Linked DNA regions of Oncorhynchus mykiss: region 2 is linked to region 1. A link is a contact called in public Hi-C data. All regions are on one chromosome and are shown on one strand. The core of a region is the stretch at or near the end of the contact, and the rest is flanking DNA. Distances in the headings are between cores, read along the strand shown.

What was found. Hi-C and Micro-C count contacts between places; a contact is called where the count stands out from the background.
Region 2: a contact with region 1 is called in a Hi-C map of blood, with 5 times the contacts expected there. The contact joins the enhancer-like site here to the promoter of LOC110496349 in region 1. A contact is called at or near these places in 3 of 3 Hi-C or Micro-C datasets (blood and liver).

The regions. Positions count from the first base shown.
Region 1 is chr18:44,427,648-44,430,572 of USDA_OmykA_1.1, reverse strand. LOC110496349 (thioredoxin-interacting protein) reads right to left here and starts at 1,368. Exons shown (of 6, transcript XM_021572190.2): 1 at 864-1,368; 2 at 264-339; 3 at 20-167. The coding sequence starts at 1,119.
Region 2 is chr18:44,468,486-44,471,413 of USDA_OmykA_1.1, reverse strand. No RefSeq gene overlaps it. Among protein-coding and RNA genes, the nearest start is that of LOC110496350, 17 kb to the left of the region's middle. Within about 2 kb of position 1,468, at least 7 of the 11 cell types and tissues checked have an H3K27ac peak or open chromatin away from gene starts, as enhancers often do. A contact at or near this core is called in liver, where this site is marked.

The sequences.
Region 1 (2,925 bases), core at 119-2,618:
AAGTGAGAGATGAACTCACCAGCAGGTCTGGGGTGTTCACGTCCAGGGGCTCCTCCACCTCAAAGTGCTTCTTGCACTCCAGGGCAGGCTGAGCAGGCCTCTCCATCAAGGCCTTGACAAAGTACTGGACATAGCCAAACTTGCCCTTGTAGGAAGACACAATCTGCCTGTGGGGAAACAAAAAGATAAGGCAGAGCCACATACAGAGGAAGCTTTATATTGTATTGACTTACTAAAATACAGGCCAATGTAAAGAGACTTACCCTTGCTGGGGGAGCTCAAATCCAAACATGTACTCGTACTTGTTGCCAGGTCTTAGGACAACTGATCCATCATGATCTGAAATTGTTAATAAAGTGTTTTAATAATGGTGATTTGCCTGATTAATCGAAACGGCAAGATACAAGGTTGCTTTAAAAAAAAAAAAAAAAATTTAGCCTAGTGTTGGAGGTTTGCCAAGAACACCATGCTACCCTCAGCCTAGTACTGTGAAACAGATGATGTTTTTGACACCTCAGAATGGGATTCCCTGTATACACTCCACATATACTGCTCAGCCACTGCTGCCAGCAGCTTTTGCATAGGCCAGTCATTCATTCCATGGAATTCAACTCTGAAGTCAATGACTACCGAAGTAGGAGACACTTTCAGTTTAAAAAACAGCTCATAACTGCTAGGTAAACTAACTTGATACTTCACATGAATCTGTAATTTGAGCCTTACAGCGACAGTCACATTTGAAATGCATGTAATAATCACAAACTGATCTTCGTCGATTATGCGTATCTACATGGCTAACGTTACACTTGAAAATAAGTTATTCATCATATTGATTTTACGGAATAATTCAATGAGGATCTTACCAGCTGGGTGGTCAACAAGTTGAACAACTTCTTCGTATCTCAAGTACTCATTCTGCTCTCTGCATTTCTGCTTTCCTTTGGCATATTCCACTTTGGCGCATCCAACTCCGAGTACCCTCATAGCCGAGACTCTGGTCACCTCCGCTACTTCCACCACGATCCTCCCGGCTACTTTGTCTCCACTGCAGTAGAAAGCCTTGCTAGGATCGCTGAAAATGACCTCGAACGTCTTCACTCTCTTCGGCATAGCAACCATGTTTGCTATTTAGTCGATATCCAAGTCTAATAGTTACACTGCAAGAAGTTCAGAGTTATTCCAACTCCAAATCAATGTTTTGTTGTTCAATAAGACGGTCAATATAATTAATTGATTGATTGAGGTTTAATGAACTACGACTGTGAAGCAGCGCAAAAATATTGCTTTCGTGTAAGCCTATCCAAAAATATCTCCAACCTACTGTCAAGTTAACTTTAGGAGCTACAAACAAAGGAGGAAGGCGCAGCTTTTATATGAGGAGGCCAGCCAGTGATTCACCAGCGTTGTTGATCACTTCAGCTGAGCATGTGGAAGCAGAATGCACAGCATGGCTCAGCGCATGAACATCGATGTTTGTGTCGTCTGTAACCAATCAGCGCCCGGGAACGGCGCGTGGACACCTCGTGGCTGAGAAGATAGAGCGAGTGCTCAGCAGCTGTCACAGAGGAAGGGTTTATGGAGGAGTGGCTAGATTCTTGTTTGTAGCTTTTTAGTCTGTGGTCTTTTGGAGAACGAAATTAACTTCACAAGCCTGGGACAGGAAGGATAACTCTTAAATATATGAATTAGTATAGGTTTTTTTACAGCCCCGTCGAGGTACATTTTGTTCAGATTTGACCCTCCTGGGAGTGGATAAAGAAGTGTCATGGCACTACAAACTACACTGAGTGTACAAACAATTAGGAACACCTGCTCTTTCCATGACATAGACCAGTGATTCCCATCTTTTTTCAGTTATTGTACCACCAACGGAATTCTGCTCTGCCCAGAGTACCCCTGAAGTATCATCTCATGTGCATTTTACCAGTAGGCCTATGGTCTCATGAGTCTTCTCAAGTACCCCCTGTGGATAGGCTAAGTACCCCCAGGTACCCCTGGTTGGGAAACATTGACATAGACTGGTGAAGGCTATGATCCCTTATTGATGTCACCTGTTATTAAATCCACTTCAAGCAGTGTAGATGAATGGAGGAGAGAGGTTAAAGATGGATTTTTAAGCCTTGAGAGGAAACAAAATCAAATATTATAGGTCGCATACACGTTTAGCATGAGTTATTAAGGGTGTTGCGAAATGCTTGTGTTCTTAGCTCCAACAGTGAGCTATATATATATATATATATATATATATATATATATATATATGTATATACACATATATACACACACCTACTCATTCCAGGGTTTTTCTTTATTTTAAATATTTTCTATGTTGTAGAATAATAGTGAAGACATCAAAACTATGAAATAGCACAGGGAATCTTGTAGTAACCAAAAAAGTGTTAAACAAATCTAAATATATTTTATATTGAGATTCTTCAAAGTAGCCACCCTTTGCCTTGATGACAGCTTTTCACACGCTTGGCATTCTCTCAACCAGCTTCATGAGGTAGTCACCTGGAATGCATTTAAATGATCAGGTGTGCCTTGTTAAAAGTTAATTTGTGGAATTTCTTTCCTTCTTAATGTGTTTGAGCCAATCTGTGGTGTTGTGACAAGGTAGGGGTGGTATACAGAAGATAGCGGTATACCAGGTCAATATTATGGCAAGAACAGCTCAAATAGCAAAGAGAAATGACAGAAAGTTTCTTCAAGTACAGTCGAAAAAACCATCCAGCGCTATGATGAAAATGGCTCTCATGAGGACCACCACAGGAAAGGAAGGCCCAGAGTTACCTCTGCTGCAGAGGATACGTTTATTGGAGTTACCAGCCTCAGAAATTGCAGCCCAAATAAATGCTTCACAGAGTTCAAGAAACAGACACATCTCAACATCAACTGTTCAGAGGAGACTGCATAAATCAGACC
Region 2 (2,928 bases), core at 219-2,718, 41 kb before region 1:
TGTGGACTTAAACATTTACAGGTTCGAATCCAGGCTGTATCACAACCGGCCGTGATTGGGAGTCCCACAGGGCTGTGCACAATTGGCCCAGCGTCGTCCGGGTTTGGCCGGGGCGAGGGCCTCATTGTAAATAACAATTTGTTCTTAACTGACTTGCCTAATTCAATTTAAAAAATACTTCCTTTCATCCAAGGTGTGGAAAGACATGTGAACAGCACAACTTCCTCAGACGTTTGCCTGAACTAACCAGTTGAGCAGCAGATGTTGCTTCAGATAAGGTTAACTTAGCATTGTATTGCCTATGGTCATGTGGATTAGCCTGAGCTAAGGAGTACAGTTCCTCCAAAGACATAGTTGCTGCAGTCTACTTGGCTTTCAGTTCTGAAAAGCGCAGCCTAAATTGAGTCATGTTAAAAGACGAGTTTCACATCACTAAGCATGTAGCTCATTTGTGCCTTCGCATACACAGACCTAACCCCTAGCAAAGATGTCCCCTCCCGCTATTGTCAACGCAACTCAGCTTGAGCGGGCGGCCTTCACATTCATAAGTTCAGTATGGGAACCATAGAGCCACAGCCACCGGTAAACAAAGGCAAAGCTCTGTGGGCCTTTCTATTCGTGGTGGCAGCCCCACCTACTGTCACATACACAGAAGGAGTGAAGGCGACGGTGCTCCTTTGTCGGTTGGTCACACCACCATGAGTTCTGTTTTACACACCTGCATATCTCATCCGCTCTTTCTGCCGAATGACTCTTCGCTGTGCAACGTGTTTTTCTTGGAGGGAAGTCGGTATACTACACATGTGTGGCCCACGCACAGTTGTCTATAGATTGCACAGGATTGTTCTGGACACCATTTGTTTTAGGGTGAAAACGCCGCTTTTTCAGGGGCTCTGGTGAAAAATGTATTACATAAAACTTCATCCTGTGATCTTCGCTGAGTTGGTTCTGCAGTTATGATACTGCTGGGGATTCAACTGTTCTCATGTAACTCTTTTGATTGAGGGAAATAATGTCATTGAGTTTATGATTAAACGTCACCAATTCAGTTTCATCACTTTATTGTGCATTTTATCCACTGTCAATACAGAAGAGATTTTATTTGATTACTTTATTACCCAATTTGAGATTGAACCTAAATAGAGGAGGACATGCAAACAAAGAGCCTCTTGACTGATTCTGAAGAGTTTGTCGTCAAAATCACAGAATGCTCCTTCAAAACAAGGTTGTGTTAATTTGGCACCAAACAGAAAGGGAGTACCTGGGCTGTTGAGAGCAACACAAACGTTTGTTTTCCGTGGCAAAATATTTTCTGTTGCGTGTCCCCAATGAACATAACCGTGGACTTGTTCACCACACTCCTTCCATGGGTATCCCACTTTCTGGAATCGAGCCATGCTGCTCCCCCTTGAATCAGGGTCAAGGGACGTAACCAGAGAAGATTCTAGGGTCTGGCAAAGCAGGCGACAATTTACAGCTCTCGACAGCCCCTACATTTGAACTGCCTACAAGAATGTCAGCCTTATGGAGTGGAATGGCCTGTGGCAATAGTGCTGGCAACCCTTTTCACAACAAGCGACACCCTCCGGTTTTTACAAGGGCACACACTTATTTCTTTGTCCACAACCTAGTGTTTGAACCGTATATAGGTTAGTCCCTGTTACCCTCTGTCCCCTACCATGCTCGTCCATTTTCTCAGTGTCTTCTACTGGGTTTATGTTTGGGTGCTATCTCAAAACATTTGGGAAAATAATTGGTGGTTATTGATGCAAGCCTAACAGTGCAATAAGGCATGCTAAAAAAAAAAGGTGAGCAATATCGCGTTTCCTCTTTTAAGGGCGGAAGTGGTATTGCGGTTTGCCTTTTGTTTATGATGGGAGAGAACATGGCTGGAACATTGTGTGCTGTGTACTCTACTGAAACTTTTCATGGGTGGGTGTCTGCAGAGAAAATGAACTCTTAGAACAATAGACTCATCAAACTTGTGTGTAGGGACAAGCAATGGAAAGTGCGTGTTAAGAGTGTGATAGTGCAATGCATCTGACTGTTTTACTCCATGTGTCATTGTGTTTTCCCAAGGATATGGCACAATATTGTGCGGCTGCAATGCTTCCCTAGCTTTGCTATCACAACTGCTTTCCTTAGCAAGTGACTAAGACAACACATGTTTGCCTCCTCTGATCAGATGTAGTAGATTTGTACAATGCTTGTTCAGTCAAATCTGTATCTGATGGTGCAATTCCACCATAATCTGCATGGGGGCAGTATACTCTTCTGAACTATGTTCAAAACAGTTCATAGGAGGGGAACTTGTTGTTTATCTCACTTTCTCCCGCCAACCATGGAAACAATGTGAGGTTATGCAACACATGCTGTTCTTTCTTTACTTAAAGCAATAACCATCATATGCAATCAAAATAAATGCATTGGCTGCAATATCTGTAGCTATGTCTGTACAAGGACGTAGGAGCATCCAACTCGGGCTGTAGCTGAGGTTCACTTGAATTATTTGTTACATTGAAGAAGTTTGTTATTGTGTCCTTCATGTCCCGTTCTGTTCACTCAGCACACCGTATGTTTGTGTGCGTGGCAGTGCACAGGTGTTCATAAGCTTACCATCAACTTTGTGGAGGTTAGGGTGAACGTCTCTATTGTTAAACAGTTCATTGATAATGAGACTGACGAGGGCAATCGGGATGTGTGTGTGCGTTTTGTTTTTTGGTGCTTGCTAATTTGTTAGTTTGTTTGAAACTGTACCATACAAAAGATCTACATGAAATCCTGGACAACATGAAAGGACACCCTGTATTTGTACCTCCTATTGTAGCATTGTAGTAGTGGCACAAACTGAGACTACACCATGCCAGGGCAAGAGCTGTTTGAGTGTCTGGTATCATACACAGAGTATCCAAAACATGTTCTTTCCAT